2 separate regions of the Mus musculus genome follow, and region 1 is linked to region 2. The links are chromatin contacts, called in public Hi-C maps. All regions are on one chromosome and are shown on one strand. The core of a region is the stretch at or near the end of the contact, and the rest is flanking DNA. Distances in the headings are between cores, read along the strand shown. Region 1 overlaps Gm32728 (a long non-coding RNA gene). Region 2 has its middle 190 kb from the start of Cdh11.

Region 1 (5,948 bases), core at 2,899-5,398, 1.0 Mb before region 2:
CAGAGACTTCCCCCAGGCAACAATTAGTACACGGGCTTCCTGCACAGCTTTCTACATACTGTGAGGCTACAAACACGTACGGCCATATGTCTCCCTTTAAAAATACAGCGCATTATACAGACTCTTCTACACCTTGCTTCGTCCTAAAAATACGTTTTAAAAATATATCTTCCAGACAGCTCAGTATCGCCATCTGAGGCTGCTCTCTGTCTCCCTGCGTGGTTGACGCTGTGTCCCCGGGGACAGCAGATCCTTCACATGCCAACTGACCACGGGCAGGTTGCTTAATTGGTCTGTACACCAGTTGCTCATTAAAAGGCGAAAGACAACAATCACAGCAATGACACTCATTTCATGAGCTCATGAGGAGTCAAGGTCACACACACACAGAAAACAGTCCGTATAGTGCCTGGTGGGCAGAAAGGGCTCAGCATACTACATACTAGTTGCCCATTAAAAAGAGACGACAACAACAACAACAACAACAATAATAATCTCATGAATTCGTGAGAATTCAAGGTCATAAGCAACAAACAGCCACTCCACATAGAACAATGATTCTCAACTTTCCTAATGCTGACCCTTTAATACAACATGGGGGTTCTCATGTTGTGCTGACCCCCAACCATAAAGTCATTTCATTGCTACTTCCTAAATTTGTATTTGTATTTTTTTTTTTTTTTTTGAGACAGGGTTTCTCTGTGTAGCCCTGGCTGTCCTGGACTCATTTTGTAGACCAGGCTGGCCTCGAACTCAGAAATCCTCCTGCCTCTGCCTCCCAAGTGCTGGGATTAAAGGTGTGTGCCTCCACGCCGGGCTTAAATTTGTAATTTTGCTACTGTTAGGAATCATAATGTAAGTAACTGACACACAGGATAGCTGGTAGGCGACCCTGTGTCGTCGTGACCTACAGGTTGAGAACCACTGGCTATGAGGTCTGGCATGCAGTAAGTGCTCAATGAATTTGGGTTACTAAGGTCATCACATTTTCACTCTGAATGCCCTGCCCGGCAGTGGGTCATGGAAGAGCTCTTGACTCTTGCCTCTCTCATCAGCTGTGTGCCCTTGAAAAGAAGAAAACTTTCCTGACTCTCTGGTCCTCCTGAACCATCTATAGCGTTTGATTTTAGCCACTTGCGGGGGGTGGGTGGGTGGTGGGGTGGTGGTGGTGGTGGTGGAGGTGGAGGGGACGAGATGAGATAAAGGACAAACGTGGCACCTGGGGAAGGGCCTAGCACATGTCAGTAATGAGAAACATCAGCAGTAGCTGTCCTTTAAGCCTTTACTGTGAGCCCGGTGTGGGACTTAAGTGGCCTCTTGTGAGCTCCTGGCAACCCTGTGCCATTTATCTCCCAGCTTTCGCAAGCCCTCCTGTGTGTCTGATGTGTTCTGTGCTTCTCAGTGGGCTAGCTACCGTATTATCCCTATTTTACAGCAAGAGGGTCGGATAGCCGAGAATAGTTCGGTTTAGGAGCTGGTGAGATGGCTCAGTGGGTAAGAGCATAGATAGACACCAGGACCCACATTTGAGGTCCTGGTACCAACATAAAAACCAAAAGCCAGCTATGGCTGTGCATGTCTGCAACCCGAGCTTTGGAAGGCAGAGACAGGCTGATTGGTTCCCAGGGCTCCCTGCCCAGCAAGCCCAGCAGAAATGGCAGGTGCTTGGTGAGAGACCCTTTGTTAAGGCAATGAAGTAGAAGGACAGAGGAAGACACCTGACACCCTCCTTTGGCCTCCATGTGCACACATGTCTGCACAATCATATTCATGCAAAACACATATACATATACAACACACACATACACATATACACATACATACACAACACACACATGCTTGACACACACATATACACATGCACACACATGTGCACACATGCATACACAACATATACATACACACATGCACACACTACACAACACACACATACTTGACATATATACACACACACTACACACATGCACACACATGCATACACAACATACATACATACATACATAACATACATACATACATACATACATACATATGTGTGCACACACAGAAAGAGGGGGGGTAGAGGGAGAGAAGGAGAGATATTGAGGACAGACTATGAATTTCAAATGTGCCTGGTGATTCCCTGAGGTTCCTAGAGACCTACTCCTGGGCCTCCCTCCCTCCCTTCCTCCTTCCTTCTTTCAGTTTCTTCCCATCCATGTCTCTCCCCTTTTGTCTTCCTCCCTCTGCCTCCTAACTCCCTTTCCTTATGTTCTGATCTCCCTGACTTGTCAGACTCCGGATGTATCCAGAGTATGTATACACGGCCCTTAGATACAGGAGCAGAAATCCAAGATACTGCAGACACAGCCAGTCTGTGTCCATTCGCAGCTTCTGTGCCAGCATGCCTATGCATGCCGCATGTGCCTGTGGCTGCCCCTGGGTGATGAAACCACAAGCCCTCTTAGTGTGCCCCATCCCTGTGTGGTGCGAACAGCCTGAGTGCCCAGAACTTCCCCTGTTATTCCAGATGTGGTGGACCAGCCGTCATTTGCCTGGTGAAACTGTGTCATTAGCTCCAGAGGGAGGTGGCCAGTCTTTGCCTTCGTTCAGCCTGGCGTGCCTTTTGACTCTGTTGCCCCTGTATGAGGCAGGCGCGCCCAGCAGGTTGTTTGGTAGCCAAGAACTGTATCTGGTTTGGGTTGTGCACACTTCTCTTCTAACAATGCACCTTCTTCATCTGCGTGTACTTTGCACACACACCCCTCTGTGAGCAAACCACGTAGCAGTCTGAGACCCCTACCTACACTGACTTCACGGATACTCCTCTCCAAACATTAAGTGTAAATTTCTCTGTGTCCGTAAGATAACCAGATTTTGGCAGTTTTTATTCAAATATATTGCCAACAAATCTGGGTCAGAAGAGCAGCAGGCTGATCAGGCCAGAACTAGATTTCAGTGCATGCGCATAAGGCAAACCGTGTTCTCAAAGCTAACCTTTATGGGGAGCTCCTAACTTACTGCCTAGCATCTATGCATACTTGGGCACACATGTGATTAAATGAGATGCATTCTGGGAAGGGACATGGGCAGTGGGATTATATGATCTAATTTCTCAATCAAAATGGAGACCCGCCCAAACCACACCCCATTGTAGCAATCTCTCTTTCCTTTACATCCCATAAAAAGATACCCTAGGCTGAAACCTGGGTCCCTTGAGTACCCTAAAGAAGTGGCCTAGTGTTCCCTCATCTTTTCTATTGGTTTGCCTGAAGTAAACTTTCCTTGATACTTTTGAAAATTTGTGGGGGCTTTTATTTCAAATCTTCGAATAAGAGTAGGTCAAGAACCTTCGAAACATTTGGGCCTGTCCCCAACCATGGATACTATTTAATAGTTCTTAGCTCTGCAGCCTGGGTAGAATTGGGCTGGTAACATCTATGGAATAAATCCTGTTGTGTCTGGGTATAGTTTTTACCCAGAGAGCTCATATCTTGGTGCTTGGGATGGTGATAAAAGGAGCAGTGGAACCTTTAAACTGTGGTCTCCATCCTATCCCATCCCGTTGCTATGGTGACACCATCTGCCAAGAGGTTCTTATCTGAGCTGAGCGATATCCTTGAACATCCAGAACTCTGAGCTCAATAGACCACCTTTCTCACTAAAAATAACTTGCCTAGGGGATTTTACTCATAGCAACAGAAACAGATTAATACAGTGGAGAAGAAGATATATAGGAATCTATGAGGCTAAAGTCTGGTCCTACGTAGAGAGAGCAGTTTGCAGGGAACAGATTGCCACAATGTGACCCAGCACATCTGACTGTTCAAACCCACAGTCCACTCCTAGAAGGCTATGGACATGTGTCCTTGCACTGTCCTACGATCCAGAGAAGCTGGGATCCTGAGCTGGGTGAAGTCTCCCACAGGGAACAATTCCAACCCATGTGACTATAGCAGCAGTGAGCTGGGTGAGAACACACAGCCTGAGCAGCTGGGCCTAGACCCAATATTGCAATCTGTCTGGGGCCTCAGATGATGAGGTTGTGAAGGAATGTCTGCGGAGGTAGGTGGGTGTGGCCTGGGAGCCTGGATGGCACCAGTTGCTAGGCTTTCTAGCCCTGGCTGCCAGCATCCTTCCTGGCCAGCTCAGTGCACACACATCTGGAGGCAATTGTCTGAAGCTGCTGGGGTGGGGCCCAGGCTGTGGCTGGAGCTTTGTGCTGTGCAGACCACACAGGGTCCTCACTTGCTCTGGTACTTACTCCACGTGGATCAGGAAGGCAGAGGAGAAAGAAAGAAAGAGAGGCATGTGGGTGGGAGGATGTGGGATGCACTCAGCACATCTCTTTCTTCGGAAGACTTTTTGGCTTTCCCCAGCGAATCAGAAAGTCCAAGGGAGGAAGCTGACTGCACTCTAGCCACACCATGTCTAAATCAAGCAGAACCACAGCACACATGTTTTTACTTTTAAACTCATCAAAGGAACTTCTGGCCTGTACAGAGTCCTAAAAATACACCCTGATCTCTCCTCATGCCCCACCCTCTCCTCTGATTTCTTTTTTCCCCCGCCGTCGTGACTTGAACACTGTTGGCAGTGTGCTCTCTTTCTCTCGTTTTAAGCAGCAGGGCCACATTCAAAAGTTCATACCAAATAAATCTACTGAGGGTCAGTAGGACAGACGTGGGGTTCTGCTGGGAGAAACAACTTGTTCTTTGGTACAGAGGGTGTTAGCACTAGAGAAAACCCAGCCTAGAGAGGAGCAGGGATTTATTTTCAACTCACAAAAGATGTCGGACTGCAAGCGCTACCCCATGAGTTGCTATCCCCTCTCTGGGATAACTGGGATTGTGTCTTATGTGGGATGAAACCTCATCAAGGCGAAGCAAGGAGGCTTTGTGGTGGGAGGCATCAGGCAGGGCTGGAAGAGAGAAATCCTGTCCTGGTTGCCTGGATTCAGTTTCCTAACTCGTTTATTTGGCCACAATGAACTCTCAGGTCCCCATTTGGAAACTGTAATGGAACAGGAGCACCACTGTCTTAGTCACGGTTTCTATTCCTCCACAAAACCTCATGACCAAGAAGCAAGCTGGGGAGGAAAGGGTTTATTCAGCTTACACTTCCGCATTGCTGTTCATCCCCAAAGGAAGTCGGGACAGGAGCTCACACTGGGCAGGAACTTGGAAGCAGGAGCTGATGCAGAGGCCATGGAGGGGTGCTGCTTACTGGCTTGCTTCCCCTGGCTTGCTCAGCCTGCTTTCTTATAGAACCCGGGACTACCAGCCAAGGGATGGGCCCAGCCAAGGGATGGCACCACCCATAATGGACTGAGCCCTACCCACTTGATCACTAATTGAAAAAAAATGCCTTACAGCTGTTTTTCATTTCCTCAAGGGAGGCTTCTTCTCTGTGATAACTCCAGCTTGTGTCAAGCTGACACACAAAGCTAGCTAATACAGTCACTAACATTTGTGACTTACTGAGCAATGAGTACGTAAACCCCCCCATATCTCATTTCATCTGATCTTCCAGTTTCAGGCAGGCACTGGGGATTCTAGGCTGAAGAAAAGGAAAGCCAGGCTCCGGCAGATGAATTGACTTCTCTAGGATGTGCAGTGAGTTCAAACCCAGCCCACTGGTGACTCTTACCTTCGTATTGGTTGCCATTTTCTTTGTTCCATAGGCTAGAGGTGAGAGTTCACAGAAATCTTGGGTAGGGTAAGGTAGAAAGGCCTGCGATCACCATCAGCGTGGCAGAGCCCTGTGAGACATGGAGGTAGAGGATCGGGGCAGAAAACATCTCTTGCTGGCCCTCTTCCAGCTTGCCTTCTTTTTCCCTTGTCTTCTTTTTCTGTGGGGTACCGCAGCCTCTGGAGCTGAGTCCTAGCTCCTCCCGCATCTCCTGACTCCCAGAGGACATCTGAGATAACTCTGAGGTAATCTGTGGCTATCAAGGTGTCAGTGGATGA
Region 2 (5,816 bases), core at 481-2,980:
CTTCTTCAAAAATCCTATGACTTTCTTTCATTCTCTCACAGCTTTGGGTATTTGCCATTGATCAGATACCAACTAGCAGTCAAAAAACATCTGAAAATATTTTAACTCACATTTTAGGTTCCTTAAATTTGCCCATTCTTTCCCTCACCCCATATTTTAGAAGAGATTTTCGTCTTTTAAAGACAGATTCGTCCTAATTATTGAACCTACCTTCCTCCACGTTCTACAGTTGGGAATTTAACAAAGGCTTAGCACAACTATAAGAAACGGCTTCTGATTAGAAGAGGAAGTCACTAAGTGTCCCATCACAGTAATGGGAATGAGCCACAAGTACTGATAGATCAGCACTTGTCACTTATTTCTTGCCTAAGTTGGGGGTTGGCAAGCTTCAGTTATCCTTCTTTCTTCATCTTGTCCTGCTTGCTCAGTGCTAGGGTTGCTGGACACTAATTGATGTTCATGATTATACAGCAAGTACTCTTAACCTCTGAAGCTTCTCTTCATCCTCCTTGTTTCTTTGCTTAAAATTCTTCTGATTAGCAACTATTAATTGTATATATTTATGGGGTACACTGTTATAAACTAATCTACATGTGTGCTGTATAAATATTATGTTAAGTTGGTTAACATATCTATTTATATCTCATTTCACTAGTGTTTGTTTAATATGTTTGGTGAAGATGGTAGAAATATATTCTTTTACCAAGTTTAAAATCTGGAAGTCTAAGGCTATATCATACACCAGATGACTGCATGGAAGCTAGAATGCATATCCCGTTCAAGGTTCACCAACTCAGGAAGTCAAGACAGAAGTTTGGTTGCCTCAGTGCATTTTGTAATACTCTCCTGTCTTGCTTCTTTGCATGCCAACCCCTGTAGCCACTGAACCGGACCACACGAATCTGAGCCATGTGCAACATCCCACGTGCACTGGGATTTGTTCTTATTGGGGAAATCTAAACCTCTCAATGCTTTATACAGAAGATTTGGAAAGGGCTGTTTCTCTCTTCTAGGCAACTATAGCTTTAGTTAAGGAAAAGAGAAGCGACTAGAAAGCTCCTGGAGAGTCGTGGCAGGGTCTGTTTGAAGTGAGAGCAGCCCTAGCAAATGTTAAGACCTGTCAATCACATCATGAGGTGGGCTTGTTAATGTGTGAAGTACTGAGTCTTTAATAATTCTGCAGCGAGGCCTGGAGGATTTGTAGAAGGAAACGGTTTTGAAAGGATTACTGAGACACCTGGCAAATAGACCATACCAAAACTCACTATTCTAAAAGGTAGTTCAGGGTCAATGCTAATAGAGTTGAAGTCTTACCTTTGCTCCGTATACTTACGGTACCTCAGGAAAGCCGCTTTATTTTGAGTTGTGGGCTATTTTTTGTTGTTGAGACCTTATGTAAAATGTTGAAATCACTCTGGTCAAATGTTACACTTGAGAACAGATACAATATCACAGAGTAATTGTATGCAGAGTACAGATCCAAACCTTCTTCATATATCTACATGGTGTTCAAAGAGCAAAAAAAAAAAAAAAGTTATGATTTTGTTTTGAAGCTTCTCTCTCTGATGTTTTACTTAACAGAGCTTCTGTGACCTCTCCCCTGTGCAGAAAACATCCACATTGTCCACCACAGAGAAGAACACTTAAACCACTGGCCAGGCCAGTGGAGACAGGATGTCCCTGTTGTCTCGACATCTGGCCACTTCAGCATAAGCCTCTAATTTTCTGTGGCTCTTTCTTGGCCTTCCTTCAACAAGGGAGGGTGGTGTGGATAATGAGCCCCATCTGTGAGGCAGCTGGGTTCCGGAGTCCGTCCCCCCCCCCCCCCGCCTTCTCTGTGACTTTGAAGAGGCCATCCATGTTCTGCCTGGAGGTCTTCCACTGTGGCCAGCGTCTCTGTTCTTTATTAGCAGTTGGGAAGAACACTGAAATGCTAAAAGGACAAAGTATATTAAGGTCCTATTCTAGGATGTGCTGAAACACACCAATGCGGAGGCTATCACTGTGGAAGAGCGTCTTGGGCACAGATAGTACTGTGCTCACGTTCAAAATGGTGTACATTTTCTTCCATTACTGCAGAACATGTTGTGTGGCAGATGAGAAAAACAATTGGTTTAGAGTCATCATGGGGGCTTAAAATTTAAGTTTTTCTGTGTGTAATTCTTAGTAATTCTAAATTCCTGGTTAATTTGAGTAGTAAAAGAGTCTACAGAGAAGCTTGAGTAATATCTTAGCCCTAAATAACCTTTACTTTATTTTTAAGAACAGAAGGTAATAGTTAAGCTAGACTGGCTTATTTTAAGATCTTAAAAACCAACTGACCTCTGTAAACCTAGAGGCTTCAGCATCGAAACAATGAAGTATACATAATGCTTTCCCTTTGTAACTTTTACTTTAAAATATATATTTATTTTAAAGAATAAATGAAAACTAAAATTGGTATAGTGGAGCGTCCTGAGATAGTGAAATACAAGTAACCAATGTGAACTATCTCTAGTTCTTCTAACAGGTATCCTTGTTCATGGTAAAAGCACCATCCAGCATCCTTACTTTTCATGCTCCTATTTACCTATGGAATTCTCCAAGGATCCAGTCCTCTGTGCTGTGTTGTACTGACCTGTTGCCACGTAGATGTTGCTAAGTGGATTGTGTATGAATGTGAGGACTTGCTCTATACTTTCCTCATTTGCCGAATGGGTCAGAAACAGAAATGATTCTGGCTTCACAGGCTAATAGTAACCAGTGAGCTTCTGCTACTTATCGATTCTGCGTAGTTACCCAAATTGCTTAGTTTTGCTGAGCCTCCATTTTCTTATATACAAAATGGACATCGGAAAGAAAAATGTATTCCTGCCGAATAGAATGTAAAACACTCCCGAGTGTACCTTGAATGTTCTCACCTAGTACTAACTTAAACTCTTTCAAAGCTGATTACTGTCTACCCCCCGTGTGTGTTTGTGTGTGTGTGTGTGTGTGTGTGTGTGTGTGTGTGTGTGTGCATACACATGTGTAATTTAGTTTGCCTGTGGTTATAATAACTTAGCAGTCAGGCCAATAATCTAATCAGAAACTGGTGACAGTGAGCTTGTAAATGTTTATCAGCTGGCCCTGTAGGAGGGTATGGAAGGTAATAGCTCTGACTTGTCTCTTGTGCCAGATTCTGTAGCTTAAATCCTCTCTTGAAGGCTGATTTCAAGTGACCTAGAAAACTGATCACAGAATCTGAAAGAAACGAGCACAACTGGCTCTTCTGATCCAGTAGGGGACTGGCTCCATAGAACATGGCATTTCAATCCTAAGTATGGTTCATGTGAAGATCGTTAGGGAGGAAGCCAAAGAGGGAGAAAGATAGTGACAGGGCACAAGAAAATACAGGGGAAGGAAAAGAACAATCACAGCCAAAGATCTGAGTTCATAGGGACCATTCCTTTCAATTATTGCATTTGCTGACAGGGAATCTGAAGAAGAGCAAAAACATGCTTCTTCTGCCTCACTGCTAAAATCCAGAGTGAACTGGCTTGGTTGTGACTCCCAGGACTTAAGACATACGATTCTAGGTCAAGAATCTTAGAGGGGAATCGGAATTAGTGAATAGAACTCCAGAAATAACACAATATTTCGAGTCAAATGAAACATCACCCTAGTTAAATCTACAACATGGTCAAGACTCCTGCTGAGAAGGGCTTCACTCAGTCAACTTGGACTCAGCTTACAGGCCTTGGAAAGCCTCTGCAGTCAGAGAACGGGCAGCATGTCCTAGCAGACATCCTCAGCACCTCACTAAGTCTGCAATTCTGCCACTAAAGGGGCTGCTGATTCCTGCTTAGGTGTCACATGGGACTGGCAGTACTAACCTGCAGCTATAAGCAATTAACATGCATGATCTCGAGAGAATTGCTGAGAAATCTGGCAAAATTACTCTGTAGTCTCTCCCTCTAGCATTTGTTTTGTAAAGGGAATTATCTCTGCTGTGTTTCAGGTTTGATTCCTTGTGATGTCACCATACACTAGGACTTGATGGTCTGACTGCCATGGGAAAGTTGGCGTTGCAGAAAGTTAGGAACTGGAATGCTCAGCGTCCTGGTTAATGACACCCCACTCCTGTGTGTCATTTGGGTATGCAATTATTTAAGAGGCAATGTGTGTGTGTGTGTGTGTGTGTGTGTGTGTATGAGTCTCAGGAAGCCCCAAGAGTCAGACTCTCCAGTTTTGACTTCAGCCTTCACAGAATTCATGACTGGCACACACATGCTAAAGAAGTATTGACACAACCAGTAATTTCACCAAAATTTCCTTGTTTGTAAAGTGATGATATTGAATAAATTCCATTGTACTTTAGGGTTTTCCTTGTTTGTTTTCAGGTAGGATCACTTCTATTCCACACTAGCCTTAAATAACTCTCTATATAGTCAAAGAAGATCTTTGCTTTGTTTGTTTTGTTTGTTTGTAGCAAGGGTCTATTATGGAGCCCCAGCTGTCCTGGAACTCACTATATATAGGAGGCTGGTCTCAAACTCACATAGATTTGACTGCCTCTGCCTCCCAGTCCTTGGATTAGGGGGTATGCACTATCATGCCCTGTCCTTCTCTGGAGACTAAGGTGATTCACCTGTCTCACCTCCTGAGTGCTGAGATTGCAAGCTTGTCAATTACTCTCGGTTTATATAATGCTGGAGTCAAGGCTAGGGCTTCATGAGCACTTTGCAATCACCCCACCAACTGAGCTATGACCCTAGTTCCTAAAACTGCCCAATTCTATCTCTTTGTTGTATGGTTGGTTGCTTTTTCCAGTGCTGGGGATTGAATCCAGGGCATCTTGCATAGAATGGTTAATGCTTTCCCACTGAGTGAAACACACCCCACACTCCAGCCTCTTCATAGTTTAAATTAAGAGTTCCAGAGAAAGATCTGAAATTTTGAAGACCAGCTCTTTCAGGTAACAGTGCCACTTCCTTAGGGTAAAGGCTTTAATATCTTTAATTTTCAGGATTTGTTTTTAACCAAAAATAAAATGAGTAAATATTCTTCAAGGGATTTTTGGTTAAGATAAATGACATGGCATATGCTAAATACGTAGCACTGTACCTAGAAAAGAGTGGGTACTTAATATAGGTTGTGTACCAATAATTTTAATAATAAAAGTAAAAATTTTTGATCTTCCCATACACTGGTTCTCAAAAAGAAATGGCTTCCCTAAGGACACACAGATAGGATTTAAGTCCAGGGATATATGGTTTTAAATGCTTTAGGAGAGCTGCCTCAAAAAGAACAGAGTAGCTTAAGTTAACCATCTCAAAAAAGGACCAGATTTTCTGCTTGTGTTAAAACATCTGGGGTTTGTTGTTGTTGTTATTTTGTTTTGTTTTATTTTTGTCTTTTTGACTGAGAATCTTTGACCACACAGGTAGTGAATGGGTGTGGAATAAGAACCTTGTAAGCCTTGAGACAGATACTTAAACATTGTCCAGGTTATAGGATTTCAAGGACACAAGAAACAGTTTTATTATTCTTGTTTTTGTCTTCCTTAAAGGAGGAGAGCATTAGACATGAATTGAGGAGAATTCTCAAGCTTCAGTGAATTTCTTGTCTTCAAATGATGGGTCGTATGCTGTGGGCAACTGCAGAAAGTGGTAAGAAACATTTTGAGATATGCTGTACATTGGCTTCCAAGGTCAGTAATAGCTCCGGAACTAGTCTGAGACTTTTTATTTGTAGGGGTGAAAAAATATTCTGATGAAAACAATTCTCCATGACAATGTTATTCTACTGTTACATGATCTACTTGGAAGCCTCCTGGGAAATCTATACTACATTTG

What was found. A called contact is a pair of places that touch in the nucleus more often than the background predicts.
Region 1: a Hi-C map of uterus shows a contact between it and region 2, with 6 times the contacts expected there. The contact joins two enhancer-like sites. A contact is called at or near these places in 8 of 484 Hi-C or Micro-C datasets (cerebellum, cranial neural crest, nephron progenitors and 1 more) and 3 of 115 datasets of contacts at active chromatin or transcription factors (the NIH/3T3 cell line, astrocytes and fibro-adipogenic progenitors).

What each region holds. Positions count from the first base shown.
Region 1 is chr8:104,021,426-104,027,373 of GRCm38.p6, reverse strand. All of the region lies in intron 1 of Gm32728 (a long non-coding RNA gene), which reads left to right. Among named protein-coding and RNA genes, the nearest start is that of Gm32728, 12 kb to the left of the region's middle. Within about 2 kb of position 4,148, at least 93 of the 459 cell types and tissues checked have an H3K27ac peak or open chromatin away from gene starts, as enhancers often do. A contact at or near this core is called in uterus, where this site is marked.
Region 2 is chr8:102,974,370-102,980,185 of GRCm38.p6, reverse strand. No RefSeq gene overlaps it. Among named protein-coding and RNA genes, the nearest start is that of Cdh11, 190 kb to the right of the region's middle. Within about 2 kb of position 1,730, at least 25 of the 459 cell types and tissues checked have an H3K27ac peak or open chromatin away from gene starts, as enhancers often do. A contact at or near this core is called in uterus, where this site is marked.